2 separate regions of the Rattus norvegicus genome follow, and region 1 is linked to region 2. A link is a contact called in public HiChIP or PLAC-seq data. All regions are on one chromosome and are shown on one strand. The core of a region is the stretch at or near the end of the contact, and the rest is flanking DNA. Distances in the headings are between cores, read along the strand shown.

Evidence for each region. HiChIP or PLAC-seq counts read pairs in DNA pulled down with a chosen protein or histone mark.
Region 1: a contact with region 2 is called in an H3K27ac HiChIP or PLAC-seq map of oligodendrocytes, with 7 times the contacts expected there. The contact joins the promoter of Rbbp4 here to the promoter of Yars1 in region 2. A contact is called at or near these places in 1 of 12 Hi-C or Micro-C datasets (the A7r5 cell line) and 1 of 1 datasets of contacts at active chromatin or transcription factors (oligodendrocytes).

The regions. Positions count from the first base shown.
Region 1 is chr5:146,958,142-146,960,841 of GRCr8, forward strand. Rbbp4 (RB binding protein 4, chromatin remodeling factor) reads right to left here and starts at 1,360. Exons shown (of 12, transcript NM_001107912.2): 1 at 1,338-1,360; 2 at 629-776. The coding sequence starts at 1,353. It overlaps Zbtb8os (zinc finger and BTB domain containing 8 opposite strand), which reads left to right and starts at 2,065. Exons shown (of 7, transcript NM_001399489.1): 1 at 2,065-2,235. The coding sequence starts at 2,139.
Region 2 is chr5:146,818,862-146,821,561 of GRCr8, forward strand. It overlaps Yars1 (tyrosyl-tRNA synthetase 1), which reads left to right and starts at 1,302. Exons shown (of 13, transcript NM_001025696.1): 1 at 1,302-1,506. The coding sequence starts at 1,342. S100pbp (S100P binding protein) reads right to left here and starts at 961. Exons shown (of 7, transcript NM_001134628.1): 1 at 842-961.

The sequences.
Region 1 (2,700 bases), core at 110-2,609, 140 kb after region 2:
TCCCCTTGGTTAGAACATTCTGTGTATGCAGGTTCACTGGAGGGTCTCATCCCCCCCCCCCGCCCCATCCCCCACAACCCAACCTTCTGTGCTGTCTTCGATCAAAGTTCTTGCCAGTAGGTGCTCAATCACTAAACAGTACAACCCCCAGCCCTCTTGGCCTTACCTATCTACTTACTGAAAACCTCACACATTACTGCTGAAAACACCTGCCCCCCACTTCAGCTAGGCAGATACGAGATTTATCTTACTATTTAAGAACCTGGCTATCATAAATGTCGAGAAATCACACGTTTGGTTGAATAAACAACCCAGAATACCTTCTGGAAACTGTCAAGCTTTATATTACATGACCAACCCCAGTTATAAGGATGGCTATTCAACTCACTGCCGAGGGAAAAACAAAAACACAACAACAACAACAACAACAACAACAACAAAAATGCATGTTTTCTCTTGCAGGATAAATTACAAAATAATCTTATGCTCTCGACCTTAGTTTTTAGTCGAGGAAAATAAATACGACCCATAGGCTCTGATTATGCCCCCCTACCCCTAGAGTGACAGGAGGAAAAAAAGAAAACAAAGATATCAACTACCAAAGTAATATTCAAGATATTCTCGTCACCTGGTCACATCTGGAAGCCACTGGGCAGTTAGGCTGGGCCACTCCAGGGCATGGGTCATCACCAAATCATAAAGAAATGGGGTGTTCTTCTTCCATATCTTGTACTCCTCGTTGATCACACGTTCTTCCACCGCGTCGTCAAAGGCCGCTAAAACGTTTTTAAAAAACAAGTTAAGTTAGCAAACACAAACGGAAAGCGAACAAACCTCTCCAAAGCCACCGGCGCGGCGCCCGGGTTCTGACAACGAAATGGAGATTCGTCTTAATCTCCTAGGTCGCAGGCACTAATGCCGTTCTCGGCCGCCACGGGCCGGAAGTCCTAGGGCCACCCAGCCGGACACTCCGTTACTCCTTTGGGGCGATGCTGTCCAACCTCGAAGCACGGTGGCGCGCGCCAAGTCCACGAAACCCAGGAGGAGGCCTGCGCATCGAGCCCGGGGCTGGGGAGCGACGCCCCGAGTCCCGACAGGCAGAGGGGTTGGCAGGGAACGTCGTACTCGCCTAGGCCCGAGACCTGGCGTCGCCGGGCATCCGCTCCGGAGGAGCCGGCGCGCCGTTAGCCCGCCCGGCTGGGAGCTCATTCCTCAGGCCGGAGTTACTGGGACTAGGCTCGCCAGAGTCGGGCCTTCTCTCCGTCTTAGGCCGCGTAACAGGCCACGACACAGCCCCGAAACCCAGCACCCTCCCGAGCCGGCCTCGGCACACTCACCTTCCTTGTCAGCCATGGCGGCAGGAGAGCCGGGAGGGGTTGGGGGATCCCGGGGTCGTGCGTTGCAGGAGGGGCGGGGAGGCTACGAGCGCTCGCTCCGCGCGCGCGGCCTCTATTGTTTCCTGCGGCCCGTGCGTGGGGGGCCGGCTCGCGTGCCTTCGCGCCAACACTGGCCAATGAGGAAGCGCGGGTCGGAGGGGTGGGCGGAGCATCTGTGTCGCGGCCTATGGAGACGCTCAAGAGTCGCTTTCCGCGGGTCGAGGCGCGCGCTCCGCCCCTTCCCCCCCCCACTACGGTCCAGAGGCTTCCACGGATTGCGCGCGCGCCCCGCCTGCCCGGACTATTCCCGTGCAGATCACGTGATCCCTTCCCCTCTCCCTTCGCCCCACACAAGCTCATGCGCAGCCAGCTCCTAAGAGGGCCGTTATGCTAACAACACCTTCAGGGTAGAAAAAAAAAATTGAAGTGTTTCCGGGTCTAGTTAGCAACCCCGAAGGCCAGACGAGGAGAAAACGCATCACTGTCTAGATTTACAGGTGCCTAATTTAGCTTACTCCCTCAGCTTTGAGAATACTAGTCGCAGTGAGTGTGGAAATAGGGTGCCGCTCTCTAAAACATGCTATAAAATCGGGAGGACCTAGACTGGAAGTCGCAAGCGGCAATATCCTTCCGCGAGCTCCCAGAATGGAGTCCTGGTCCTTTTAGACCAGCTGCCAAGGGGTGGGGTGTAGAGCGGAAGTTATGGCGCAGGGCCGAAGTCTGGCTGATGAAGGGCGGAAGTAGAGTTCCAAATCTGCAATCATGGCTCAAGAAGAGGAAGATGTTAGAGATTACAATTTGACGGAGGAGCAGAAGGCGATCAAGAACAAGTATCCTCCAGTCAATCGAAAGTATGAATGTGAGTAGGTGGCTCACATCTGTGACATTCGGACAACCTCGGCTGCCTACCTGCAGCTTCCTGCCTCACCCATTTCTTTGCCCCACAGGTGCTCTGGCATAATCACAGTGTGCCCCTCATTGTACCTAATTTAGGGGGAAAGTGAAGAAAAAGATCGCCATACTAGAGAATGAAGAAACCTGAGGCCCTACCTGCCCCAAACATTCTCCTAAAAGTCCTCGTGTGCCTGAATCACACTTAACTTTGCGGGTATAGTTCAGTGGTGTAGTAGCGTTTACCATTATAAATTATACTTGTGGGCTAGTTGTATTTTTAAGTGTTTTCTGGGTTATCCTCGAGTTTTCCCAGTAGTGGAATAGTATGAGCATGTTAGAGTAATCGAGAGAGACCTTTTTCTCTGCGTGAGTACGTGTGTATGGGTGTGTTCACAGCCCAAGGTTGTATTTTATTATGTACTGAAACTTT
Region 2 (2,700 bases), core at 52-2,551:
ATTATCAGAAAGAATTTTGCAACTCCCTCTGTGCTAACAGCAAACACTGTAAAATGGAAAGACAACCCCGTCTGGAAATCTCTGCTTTAGGTAACAATTCCTCCAGACCAGGGAGCCAAAAATCCCACACAGGCCCAGGCAGCAGATTTTTCTAAACTGAAGCAACAGGTTTCTTTTCTAAGAATAGTCTATTAAAGCCTGGGGCTCCTAACAACCACGGGGAGAAAAAAATGAAAAATGAAGGCAGCGGGTGAACTACGTCCTCATTTGGTGGCCCTCTTCAGGGCTTATGCTGAGATGTCTGTAGAATTCCCTGCGGCCCTGGATGGCCCAGGGATGCCTTTCAAGGATGCCGCGGGCCTCCCCCTCAGGAACGCTGCCCGCCGCGCCCAGGGTCTTTGCACTTCCCTCCTCCCACTCGGGAGAGCGAGTTCTCGCCTCCCCGCGGATAGCGGGAGAAGCGCGAGTTTCCTCCGTGCCCCTCCCCCCCAAGGGGCGACACAGGTCCCCGCCGGCTCCACCAGTGCACCCAACCTCAGGGGGACAGCCGCCGACAGCCACACCTCAGCAGGCTGCGGCCCGCTGTCGCCCGGAGTGGGTCGCCCTCTCCCGCCACGACGCACCGCGGGAAGCCCGCCATCCCCGCTCTCCCTAGCGACATCACCCTCCCGTGGCGAGGGCACTGGGAGAGAAAGACCCCCTTCCCCCACTGGCGAGGCCGGCGGACCTCGCACGCAGCCCGAGGACCTGACAGCTCCCTTCTCCTCAGCAGGATGAGGGGCGTCACTCGCCCACGGACGTGGAGGTGGGGGGCAGGGACAACCTCCCCGCCCGCCATCACCTCAGGAGGGAGAATCAGCCCTTCCCTCAGCGAGACGAGCTTCCCTGCTCCTCACGGGGGAAGACGACGTACGCGGCCCTGTGAAGAAGCAACAGGCGCCCCCGACCCCTAGCCTAGACGACGGACGCCGACCCCTCGTCCCTCCCGCTCTTCACCTCCGGAAGCCGGGCCAAAGCCTGGGCGAGCGGCAGCACCTCACTCCGCCCCCTGCGCCATTTTATCGCCCCCTTCACGACCTCCCCCACCCCGAGGCAGCGGGGCCAACACCAGGGGGAGGGCAAGCAAACAGTGATTGGCAGGAAACCGCCCCGCCCCTGAGAGGGTTGTGTCCTGGGCAGCCTTCCTAACCCCGCCTCCCATCCCACCTACACTGTTTTTTCTGGCTCCGCCCCTTCCTGTTTCATCGATTCTTTCGGCTCTCTGCTGCTCCTGACTCGGGGCTACTCGCGGGGATGAGGGAGAGGATCTAGGCCTATCAAGCGGAGCTACGAGCTCAGCTGATGCAACCTGACGGGACTAGCGTGACAGTTCCCGGCACGCGGAGACGGCGGCGAACGAGGAAAGGGCGCGGGTGCCGGCTGAGCGCGGGAAACCGAGAGAGCGGAGCCATGGGGGATGCTCCAAGCCCTGAGGAGAAGCTACACCTTATCACCCGGAACCTGCAGGTCGGGCCTTGGGGTTGGGATGCACCGTTGGGTACTGATTTCCGTGATTCCCGAGACCGATCCTTAAATGTGAGGAGCCGCGGTCTCCGTCCCTGGGCGGCTCTAAGGCCCTCTCTGCTAGTTGATCACTAAGTCAGTCAAGCACCCATTCTCAGGGTGCAAAAGAAACTACAACGGGCTCACTCTGTGTACCCTTATCTTGTACTATAGTCATTCTGGGGCTGGGAACCTCATATTACCCATCCTATTACATTCCGGGAACATTGCTAGACTCTAGGGAATCAGGGCCATGTTCTTTCTCCAAGAAGTCTGATTTACTTGGAGTAGAGGGAGCACAGTGCTACCCAGCCACCATAGTGTTCATTACTTCACCTTCCTGCCTTCTCTGAGCCATCTCTTCAGCCAGCCCGCTCGCTCCCATTACTTTTCAGAACTCAGGTCATAGGAACTTTCTGAGAAAGGCCTTCCTTAAGCATTAAAAAAAAAAAAAAAAAAAAAAAAAACCTCCCTACCAGAGCTGTCTCCATCCCTGTCTGCTGGGCCTCAGATGTACCTCCACAGAACCTATCGCTGTCTCTGATTTGTGCTTTTAGGAGAGGCAGGTAGAAGCCAAGTCATGAGGCCTTGTAAACTTTGTTTTACAAGCCAGATAAAGACTGGACTAGAATTAAGCTAAAGGCGGTTGTCCCACCAAGCTTTTTAATTTACCTATCCTGGGTGTGCTGGTACATGCTACCTGTAATCTCAATATCTGAGAGTCAGAGACAGGGGGATAACTGCAACTTGGAAACCAGCCCTGTTCACATAATGAGTTCCTGGCTAGGTAGAGCTCTATACGAAGACCCTGGCTCTAAGACCGTTCACCTCTTTGAAGGGTACATTTTAGTCAGTTCTTGTATATTCACAAGGTTAAAGTTCTAGAATGTTTCTATTCCCAAGCCTCCCCCCAGAGTGATGTGAACCAACCGGAGCATGGTGGCACATGCCTGTAATCTCAGCTGTCGGGAGTGGAAGCAGGAAGATCCAGAATTGAAGGCCACTTTCGGTTACGTAGCTGAATTCAAACTCACCTCCGTCTGCACAAGACCCTGCCTCAGTGAAAAAGGAAGAAAAAACTCGTACCATTAGCTATACCACCTCGTTATTCATCCTTATCCCCCAAGTACTGATCTGCTTTCTGTCCCCAAGTGTATG